Regions from separate parts of the Gossypium hirsutum genome. Here region 1 is linked to region 2. Evidence: chromatin contacts called from public Hi-C data. All regions are on one chromosome and are shown on one strand. Each heading gives the region's core, a stretch centred on a gene start, on an enhancer-like site or on the middle of the called end of the contact. The rest is flanking DNA. Distances are from core to core; before and after follow the strand shown.

Evidence for each region. A called contact is a pair of places that touch in the nucleus more often than the background predicts.
Region 1: a Hi-C map of leaf shows a contact between it and region 2, with 7 times the contacts expected there. The contact joins the enhancer-like site here to the promoter of LOC107948150 in region 2. A contact is called at or near these places in 20 of 34 Hi-C or Micro-C datasets (callus, fibers, hypocotyl and 4 more).

The regions. Positions count from the first base shown.
Region 1 is chrA12:82,111,237-82,117,085 of Gossypium_hirsutum_v2.1, reverse strand. No RefSeq gene overlaps it. Among protein-coding and RNA genes, the nearest start is that of LOC107948148, 8.5 kb to the left of the region's middle. Within about 2 kb of position 3,350, at least 3 of the 9 cell types and tissues checked have an H3K27ac peak or open chromatin away from gene starts, as enhancers often do. A contact at or near this core is called in fibers and leaf, where this site is marked.
Region 2 is chrA12:82,032,429-82,037,661 of Gossypium_hirsutum_v2.1, reverse strand. LOC107948150 reads left to right here and starts at 2,015. Exons shown (of 4, transcript XM_016882619.2): 1 at 2,015-2,478; 2 at 2,662-2,817; 3 at 3,579-3,790; 4 at 3,872-4,411. The coding sequence starts at 2,158. The coding sequence ends at 4,040.

The sequences.
Region 1 (5,849 bases), core at 2,101-4,600, 78 kb before region 2:
TCGTTGGTCAAATTGTGTCCATCCCTTTATTCGTACACCACATGCATCAAAAACAACTTTATAAACTTTTTTTCTTTTTCTTTTTGTGATTATGATTGAGAATTTGTCCTAAACTTTCACCTTATAATAGAGTTAGTAGTTCATAATATCTCGTCACTGCTTTCGTCAAAATTTGCTTCGGACATTATTATTAATATAGGAGGACGTGAGATTGAGTACATTGAAGCGCATTATCCTTCTATTTATTATTTAAGAGGCTATGAGTAATTCTAAAATTTTTGTCAAAAAAATATAATAAGATTATTAAAAAAAATATATATAATTACATAAGTGTACAAATAACCATTTTTATCCAGAAAAAAAAAGATAATTATATTGATAATTAAATTAAAATTTATTAGTATAATTACATATTTTATTCGAATTATTAAATTTGGGTTGAGTCTAGATACCTAAAACATTAGTTCAGTAAAAAAGAAAGGGTTTGGACTTTAAAATATTGATCCAATGGGTAATGACAACTTGGACTTATTGATCTCCAAATACATTGAGCTCTAGCCCAAATCTGGTCACTTTCCATTTTTATTTTTCATAAATTTTAGCTTCAAAAGAGTATAAAGGTATTTATGGGTCGAATCAAGTTGGGTTTCGATATATGGTGTTAATGATTTTATTATTTATCTAATCTATTAAGTCCTGCCTAATATATGGATATTAAAATGTACTCAAATTAATTTATATTTTTAAATGATTAATTTAAATTCATTTATTTAAATTTTTTATATAAATATAGATTTGAGTTTTAATTTAATATTTATTAACTTTATATGATTTTTTTATTAAAATTTAAAACATAACTATTATTGAGCTTATCATGAATAATACTAAGGGATAAATAATAAAACTACACATAAACTTTAGTTCTATGTGCAATGCTATACATGAATTTTGATTTTCTTAAATGTATACAATTGAATCAAAGTTAAATTTTAATGCGCATATTTGAATCACAATTAAAATTTTGCATATGTAATTGCACCAAATCAAAATTTATGCATTGAATTGCACATCGAAATAAAGCTCATGTGTAGTTTTTATGTTTATCCCTAATACTAATAATAAGAACACATGTTCGCAATGGCCATTGTGTTGGAAAATATGGACATCACATATATAATAAGGGTAATTACATGTTATTATTTACTATCATGATAGGTTAGCCCAAATTAAAAGTGATCTAATTTGGTTAAAATTTTATTGGGCTTTAATTATTAAATAAAGTATGAGTCAAATATGTGTAGATACTCTAGTAATTGAGTTCTAATCAAATTCTAATTAATGATGGGCTCATTAGAATTTGATTAGAACTAATATGCAAAGGTCCGGTAAAACTTCAAGGAATTCATGAATTCAGGTACACTTCCGCATCTAGTTTTGTTATTGATTTATTTTTGATGATTTGACATGATAGATCTTAGTTTATTAAATTTTATTTCAGATTTGTTTTACAAATCTAACACATAACACTCAATATGGGTTCAAGTGATGGGACCTACAACTGATGGGAAAGTAGCTAAATGCATCCAACGAGTTAGCTAAGATCCATGATTGAAGCCAAGATATGTTAAGGGGTCAAGTTAAAATTAACTTTATTTAAAGCTACGAACTCAAATAGGTTGATAATCAAAGTGCCTCAACCACATTGGGAAAACATTCGGCCATTCAAAGATTGGCAATGGCTACGCTAGCACCCGACATATAGTTTCAAATCACGGGTCCTTCAAAGCTGATGGGAAGTAGCTGGTGGACAATATTGAAAACTTTTTATGAGATGAAATGAAATCAAGCCGAGCATAGGATCACAAGATATGTTTATATGCCGGTTCAAGTGGTGGCATGTGATTCCAAGTTTGATGTGATTAAAACCCTTTCTTCTTTTCTCTAAAAATGTAATGTAAGCTTAAAAAATTTCTTGGGTAATAAACATCTTTTGCCACACTAGAAAACAAAGTTAATAAAAAACTAAGCTAGTTTTTGATCGATAAAAACTGGTTAAAATATCTCGTAGGTCTCTTATTAAATGGATCAATTTAATCTTTATTAAAAAGAATCAAATAAGTCCAAATATAACAAAGGTATCATTTATTATATAAAAATTCTTATTTTTTTACAAAAAAAATAAAATAAAAGAAATTATTATTATTAAAATGGTAGTATAAAGATGTTATTATTATTTTTTTACTGAATTACAAACATTCAACATTTCTTGTTGATCAATTTTTAGGTAAGATGTAATAATAACAAAGCCAAAGTAAGTAGTTTTCCTTTCATCATACCCACACTTCCATTGGCAAAGCTCTTTCATGCAAAAAGCCATCAGCAATTAATGGATGTAATAGTAAAATATATTTTACAAAATAGAAATTATGTTAACATTACTTTCTCAAAAATTAGTCTTATCAACAGTAAAAAGAGTTTAAATATTACATTCCTTATTCATTCCAAAGACACACAAGCTAGCTATATATATATAATCAAAACTATTACTGCATCATATTTAGTTTAAGACCTAAAGCATTTTCTTATCCATGCAAATCTGGTAACATGTAGTGCAGATCTGTATATTTGAGAATATATAAGTGAATATGTCTGTAAACATCATCTCCAACTTGAAACCCTAGAGATAAAGTTTGACCAAACTTGAAAACCAGATCTTAATAACAGCATGAAACAAGCATAAAACTGACAGATGAGATAAAAAGAAAAAAAAGAAGCCATCATGGAAAAAGATCTGAGTAATGATGAACTAGAAAAGAGGGTTTACAAACTTAGTACTGACAGAAAAAAAGAAAAGAAAAGAAAGTAATGATGAAACTTTAACAAATTGGTCAAAAACCCTTTCATCATTGCACTGCAAAGTAACAAACAACCTTAATTTCAGTAAATAAAACACCCCAATGATCCAAAAAAACAACCCAAACCTTTTTTACATGCTGCAGTCCATGGGAGTTGCATATGGGAGCAATGATTGGGGGGAATGAAGCCTGGTCCGACGACACTAGTACAACCTTAATCCATTACAAAAATAAGCAATATAAAGATCCCCATGGCCAGAACAATATTGCAGGGAAAATGGATTAGAAACACAAGTGTCCCCGGTCCAGACAACATTCCCCTCAGAATGAATGCTCCCTTAAAAACTATATCTTCAAAAGAGGCTTTGGTGGCAGCTAAGGGTTTTGTGTATGTGTGTTGCTTGGATTCTCTCTTATCTCTTTATCCCCCCCAAGAGTTTAGCCTCTGTTCAAGGGAGGGGGGAGAGAGAGAGGCGGGGAGAGTGGTGGGGTTTTGGCCTTTTTGGGTGATAATGAAATAATGAAGAGGAAAATATGGGTGATGGGGGAGTAGTTAAGATGAGTAAAAAGAGTTGGAATTTGGAACCCAAAGTTTTAAAAAAATGAAAATTTTTGTAAAAGGTCCTTGTATTATGTATTTTTGATGAATTTAGTCTGTCTATTATAAATTGATGATGTATAATTTATCTAATTTTCAAAATGTGTATTTTTATTCTTGAAATTAAGGTTGGGTTTGATTTCTGAAAATATTTTATATTTTCATTTTCAAAAAATAGTTTTTATTTTTTTAAAGATGAGAAACACATTTGATAAATAGAAATAAAAATGTGTTTTCAATAAAATAAACAAGTTTTATGTTTATATGGATTTGAAGTGGGATACCAGATTATATAGGTTAGGTTATCATATATATATGTATAAATTTTTTTAAAAAAACTAGGCAGAAAAGTTAGATTTAATATTTAAAATACACATTTCAAAAGTAATAATTAAAAATGATTAAATTATAGTATAAGGACTAATTTGTAAAAAAACATAGTATAAGGACCTTCCATAAAATTAGACGTTTAGAAAAAGACAAAACATAGATGTAGACTCGACCCTACTAGCTATTTATTTCCTCAGTTTCAGAAATGACCACGACCACCATGCACTCGAATCGATTTTTTTAATTTAAAAAATTATAATTATTATGTTGTACTTTGATTATTATTTTTAAAAAATTTTAAACAAAACCAAAATTAGATTTAATAAATCTAAAATTAAAATAAAATCGATTATTGATTTTCTTCAATTTTTTGGTCTGCACAATCAAGATAAATGGGATGATGGTGGGATGCAGTCATAAACATGAAAATAGTAATAAATAAATAAATAAAAACAGAACCTAAAAATAAAGAAAGTAGAATAAAATTACCACTTAGATTGTTGTGTCTAATCGTTTATGTAACCTAGAATTCCAGGTTTAAAATTACTGTACTAATCATAACAAAATAATAGTATGATGACATAAATAATAGAATAGTCAAGTAAAAAAAAGTGAGTCACACTTACCCATACCTAATTTTCTTTTCCAACTACAAATTCATTATTAAATATTAAGTTATTAATTTCAAATTATAAAATAATAGAGGATCCCTGTGATTATAAAAAAAATATGGTTGTTGAGAAGTAGCTCAAGTGATAACATTCTTACTTAATCATTGTTATAGGAAATTTGTTTAAATAACATTAAGTAAAACGCACAATGGTTCACTTTTTAAGAAAATTCAATTATGGGTGGGTTTGGACAGGCGGTAAGGTGCGATGTACTTATTTTATTTTTTATCTCACGTTACAATATTTATTTTTACTGTCACTATTATTTTTACACTAACTGTAAATAAAAGTATTGTCCATTTAAATTCACCCCAAACAATTTTTTATATAAAACTATCATTTTTTAGAAAACTCGAGCTTTTAAAAGAGTAAATAATTATACTAACATGTTGAGAGTTATTGACACTTGATAAACATATTTCACAAACTTCTTCCTATAAAAATTATCAATTACAAATTTAATTTCTTTGAATAAAAATTACTTTTTTTTGTGACCTTGTGTGTGGTGTGTCACTATCGGGAATGGGAGAGGAATTCGAGGCGATGACCGACAGATAAGGTCAGAGAGTCCACCCTCTCCTTTTTTTTTACCTATCACTTCTATATTTAGCTAAACTTAGGTCAAAGTAACTACATTTTAACCTTTTTTCATAGCATTAATCACAATTGCATTTAAAGGATGCATGGTGTAATTGCATTGGTAGTAAAAGTTAAATTAAATAATAAATTAGTTTTTTTTAATTTTATTTATTTTTGGAGTTAAAATTTAATATTTATATGTTAATATAAAGTATATGTGATACGTCATATGTAATTATCTGATTATTTTATCAACAATATCAATTTTTAATAATAAAAATAAATAAATTTAAAAAAAATAATTTATATTTTTAATAAAGAAAACAAATATAATCTAAATCTTTATATACTTTCTACATTAATCCAAATCTCTTAAACTCAAACCTAATACGTGTTAGTGATATATATAGTGGCTTCCATGAGAGTATGATGTGTTTGGATTGTGGGAAAATATACATTGCTTTGTAGGTGTCAGTATAGTGACATGGCGAAACTAGTATCATTCTAACAGTACAGGTAACTCCCGCAAATTAATGAAAACTCTTTTTTTTTTTGAAAATAAATGAAAACTTATATTAAAGCAAAAATGGAAAATATATAAATATCAATGCTGGCATGCTCTATAATCTATGTTGTTTACAGCAAAGGCTCCACCATTCTTTTCTTTTCTCTCTCACAACTGTACATCAGAGTGACAAACGGAGACGACGATACTAGCTCCACATTTCAACGCTTTTCTTTTACAGTCTCGAAAATGGTGTGTGTGTGAAAGCAAACAACACGTAAATGTCAAATCCTGCATCCCACCCTACCTTT
Region 2 (5,233 bases), core at 766-3,265:
ATCTTAGATTCGTGATTACCTATTTCAATAATATCACAGCCAAAATGCGACAATTAATGTGAAAGCAAGAGCTTGGTAAGGATGAAGTTGAATTGACAAAAACAAAAGGGGAAAAAGTCTCATTACATGAAAATCAAGATATTATTTTTCTCCCATGATACTGTGTCAGAGTATTTTGTAATTTTGGTTATAGATTTTATCCCTACAAGGATTCTCTAGGAATTATCCAGACAAATGTAGGGCTTATACTACATTAACAAACAACCAACCAGTATTCTAAAGAACATTCAGCTTTCAACATTCCAGACAAAGGGATCAAATTGAAACCAAACCACCGTGGGATACCTAATGTTACCTAAATGTAAGCCTAACACCTTAAATACAAGCAAACAACTTCACAAAATTATGGCATTAATAATTCCTGTATTGAGTGATAAGAAGATGATGAAGCTATCATAAAACTCCTTTCACTATACTCTAGATTGCATTTTAGTCCTCTACTAAAAAAATAGTAAATTAGTCTTTGTAAGTTAGATGAGCAAGCAAAATAGCCTCTCCATTAAAATTTCACTATTAAATGTTTGTTTTAGTATTTATATATGAGGTATAATAACAAATTTAACTCTCGATATTTACACATTTATTCAATTTGACCCCTACTCTTTTATTGAAAATAAATTAGAAAATTTTAAAACTAATAAGAATAAAGGGTCAAGAAGGCTTTAGTAACAAATTAGAAAAAAAATTAATTAAGCCCTTTTAAAATTATTAAAAAATCAAAAAAATTGTAAACATAATTTATTAAAAATAAGTTATAAAATTTTTATTAAAAAATTAATAATATCAACCAAATAAAAGAATAGAGGTTAATTTTTAAAAAAAATCTTATAACCATTAAATTTAATAGGTCAGTATTGTTATTTTTTAATAAAATATATGATTTTTTAAAAATAATTTTCAAATTTTAAAAGGGCTTAATTGATTTTTTTTAAATTTGTTAATAAGGCCCTTTTGACCCTTTAACCTTATTAGTTTCAAAAATTGAATAAATATGTAAGGTTGATGGCTAAATTTTAATAGAGGGGTTGTTTTGCTCACTCATCTTACGTGCAATGACTAATTTGTCCTTTTTTCAGTCGAGGGGCTAAAATGTAATCCGAGATATAGTACAATGTTTTTGTTGTACTTTTACCATAAGAAGATTGATACCTAAAGTTTTGAGTTTTAAACGGTAAAATTACCATAGAGGTCATTGTATTAGGAGTCAAATTGCATCTTACCCACTTTACTTAATTGGGTAAATTAGTCCTTGTACATTAGATCAAATAGCAAATTGGTCATTTTGTTAAAAATTCAATCCATTTTAACTATTAAAAATTGTTCTTTGTATGTTAGAATGAGATACATGTGGCACACCATTGTAATTGTCTAACTATTATGTTAGCCACGCCATTTTTTAATAATAGAAATAAATAAAATTTTGTATCAAAAAGTATCAATTTCTCTTTGATCTAATAAAAAATAATTTGCTCTTTTTTAGAGTAAATGGGGCAAAATACAATCTAACTACTAGTACAATAACCTCGATGGTACTTTTATTGTTTTAATCTTATGAAGTGATAAGCATTGACAAAGAAAATTGATCCTTATATGTTAGATTAAAGAGAAAATTGATCCTTTCTAGTAAAAAAATTCATCAAATTCTACTATTAAAAATTGGCATTACTGATAAAATAACTAAATAATTTCACGTAGCGTGCCATATGTACCTCATTCTAACATGCATGGTCCAACTTTTAACAATAAAATGGATAGAATTTTTAAATAAATAATCAATTTACTCTTTGATCTAATGTATAGGGATTGATTTGCCCATATTTGAGTGGAGAGGAAAAAAGTACAAAGGGTTCCAATGGTACTTATTCCCAAATTGGTGGACTCCATTGTTACATATGGGCTGTGTACCTTAATCTTTCTTAAGAGTCCTAAAGACCAATAGCCCAACTTTGACTCAATGAAGAAAAAGATCTACAGTTTTTTTGGCCGGATCTCTCATTATCCAAAAGGCAAAACCTTTCTCTCACAAAACAAGTTCCCATTTTAAAGTTTCAAACTTCTTTTTTCTCTGTTCACTCACTTCTCTTTGTTTTTTCAGTGATGAACGACCTGTCCAATGCATCCCTAACAGAGCACCAAACTAGTTTCAGTTGCAAACCTATACCAAGTTTAGCCTTTTACACTCTTTTACCCCTTTTCTTCATTGGTCTCTTTGTCTCCATTTTCATCCTTGTTGTGGTCCATAATGCTGCTTTCTTCCTCTCTTTCCTTTTACTCTCTGCTTTAGTTGCTTCTTTTTTAGCTTGGAATGCTATTAATTGGAGACACCATAACAGATCTGCTTTCATGTTCTTTCTTAACTCTTTCCCTGATTCTGATCTTCGACTTGCACGTGAAGGACAGCTTGTGAAGGTCACTGGGGTACATCTCCACTTCAAAGTTCCTTCCTCTTTTTTTTTTTTAAACTGCATTTCGTATATTTTGTGGGGTTTTTGTGATTTTTCTTGGGGATTTCATTTGGTTTCTGAAAATTTCTTGTTTGCGTGTTGTAAAGTTGACATTATTTGGTAAATTTAATCTGCTTTTTTGTTGCTCATTTTGTAGGTAGCATCATGTGGAAATCTATCTTTAGAAACTTCATATGAAAGGGTTGGCAGATGCATATATGCATCTACTCTTCTCTATGAGTATGGACAATTTGGTCTCAAACCTGTTAATGTTAAAAGATCTTGCTTTCAATGGAACCTAGCTTATTGTGAGGTATGTGTATGTGTATGTTCTTATTGAATTAAATTGATGCCATTTGGTTGCATTGATAGATTGTGATAGATTATAATGACAATGCTCTTAACACAATTCTTGCCAACCTCCATTGTTCCATTTTGGCATTAGATTATAATGGCAATGATATCTTCTGTTAGATTACTTGTGTAACTATATCCATTTAGTTTTGATTCCCATTAATGACACTTCATTGTTCTCGTTTTGTTTTTTCATAGCCAAGAGAAATAATTTATTGCAATGCACTTGAGTTCCATGCTACAGTCTGATTTCTTGCTCCGATTGTCCTGATATCATGCTGATTTCTTCTGTTTACAGTCTGAATCGTGAACTTTGCAACTTAATGACTTATGGCATGCTTTAAGATCAACTAGTATGTTGTATGTGGTCCTTAAGTATGTTGTCCAAATCTATAGCAATTATCTATGAGAGGGAGTCTGTAGTCTAAAGGATCAAAGGCCAGATGGTTAATAATTTGGACCGTAATGGTTTCTCTATCAAGCTTGTCTCTAAATATCTCGAAGAATAACTAGGTGGGAAAACTGGATGAACATAATCTGTTGTTCCTGAATGTTGTTCTACTGTTCTTGATCCGATACTTAGTATAAAGCAGGTTGCTTCTTCACATTCAATATGTTTATCGTCTCGATTGTTCTTTCAAACATATCCGTGTTCTCTTAAATGTGGCGTCTGTAAGAAATAGAAATGTTTATGTAGAGCTTCTTTGTTTTGCTTGACAGAGGTTTTCTACAGATTTCTATATAACCGATCGCAAATCTGGTATCAGAGCCATGGTAAAAGCCGGTTCGGGTTGTAAAGTTATCCCCTTGATCACCGACAGCAAACTCGTCACTACTACGAAACAATGTAGAGTCCTATCTCCTCACCTCACCAATTGGTTACGAGAAAGAAACCTTTGTGCAGATGCCCGTCTACTACGTCTGGAAGAAGGGTAACCGTGCATATACAAACATGAATCTCAAATTCCTGGCTGCCTTTTGCCTATGCTTACTCAAACACTAACAACTTGCAGGTACATACAGGAAGGCAACACCGTAACTGTAACCGGAATGTTACATAAAAATGATGATGTTGTAACAATCGTTCAACCACCTGAGCTCTTCTCTACAGGATGCTTATGGCAAAAGTTACTTCTTCCTATCGATGTTGATGGTCTGATATTGGCCCCGGGGTGTTCTTAATACATAATAACCCTACCATTGACCTCAATGAACTCCGTTTGACACCCAAGACAGTAATGTCTGACATATTAACAGAAATATATCTAAGTGAAGAAGAATTTGGATGGTAACTGGTAAAACGGCAAATTTTATTCAAGGAATGTTACCTTTTTATAGTAAAATTTTGGTTCTTTTCACCCCCTTCAATTGTAAGATAAAAAGTAAAACTATGTTATGGTGAAAAGTTCTTAAATATTATTACCCTTTGGATAGATCAAAAACTTCCTGATTTGGTTTAGGGTTTAGAGTTTAGATTGAATGAGAGTTTATGTTATTTTCAATTTATTTTCTTCCATCATGAAATTAAAAAGTATTATTTACCTATTAAAAAATTAGCAATTGTTCTCAAAAGTACATTCCCAAGCATGCTCAATGATCTTGAATCTCTCTAAATATAATTTTTGTTGTTAAAAATATTACATCCCAATCCAAGCATCCAAGAAACATCAACCTTCATACACATACAGATGCACATACATAATACTTAGTTCTGTTTAGCATCCTCTTCAGCATATTGCTTACACTTAGTGCCCAGTGATTTCAATTTAGTATTACTAATACCAAAAGGTGAAGGCTTAGCATTCTCTGCAAAAACATGATCACATTCCTCATAAGCCTTCATCACTACCAACACGATGGCTTCGAGTTCCTTGAAACCTTGGGGTGATTTAATACCACGTTGAAGCATACCCAATGCCTTTTTCAAGTTTCCTATGGACATTCCATAGGCATTATCACAATACTTAACCATCTCGCTATTACCAAGTACCGGTACCTTATCCTTTGTACGCTCTGTTTCTTCAAGCATGTCTATTAGTTTGGCTTCGAGGATAGGGTCCGTTACTCCGCGACCTTTGACTTCTATGATTTCACGTCTGGCCGTGACTTGACCGGCAAGGAGAATCAAGGCTGCTGCAACAAAGGCCAATGTGAACGATGATTGTTGCTTGTTAGCCATGTTTCTTTAACCTGATTTTTTTTAATTGTGGGATGCCTTCTTTTTGTCGTTAAAATGGAGGGGTTGATTGGGATTTTATACAGAAAGGTCCCACATTCGAAAGGAAGACAAAAAACAGTCAATATATAAAGTAGAGGCTGACAAAAGTTTGCCTCCTATTGGCTATTGAGTAATGATTATCGTTGCTGTGTTTTTT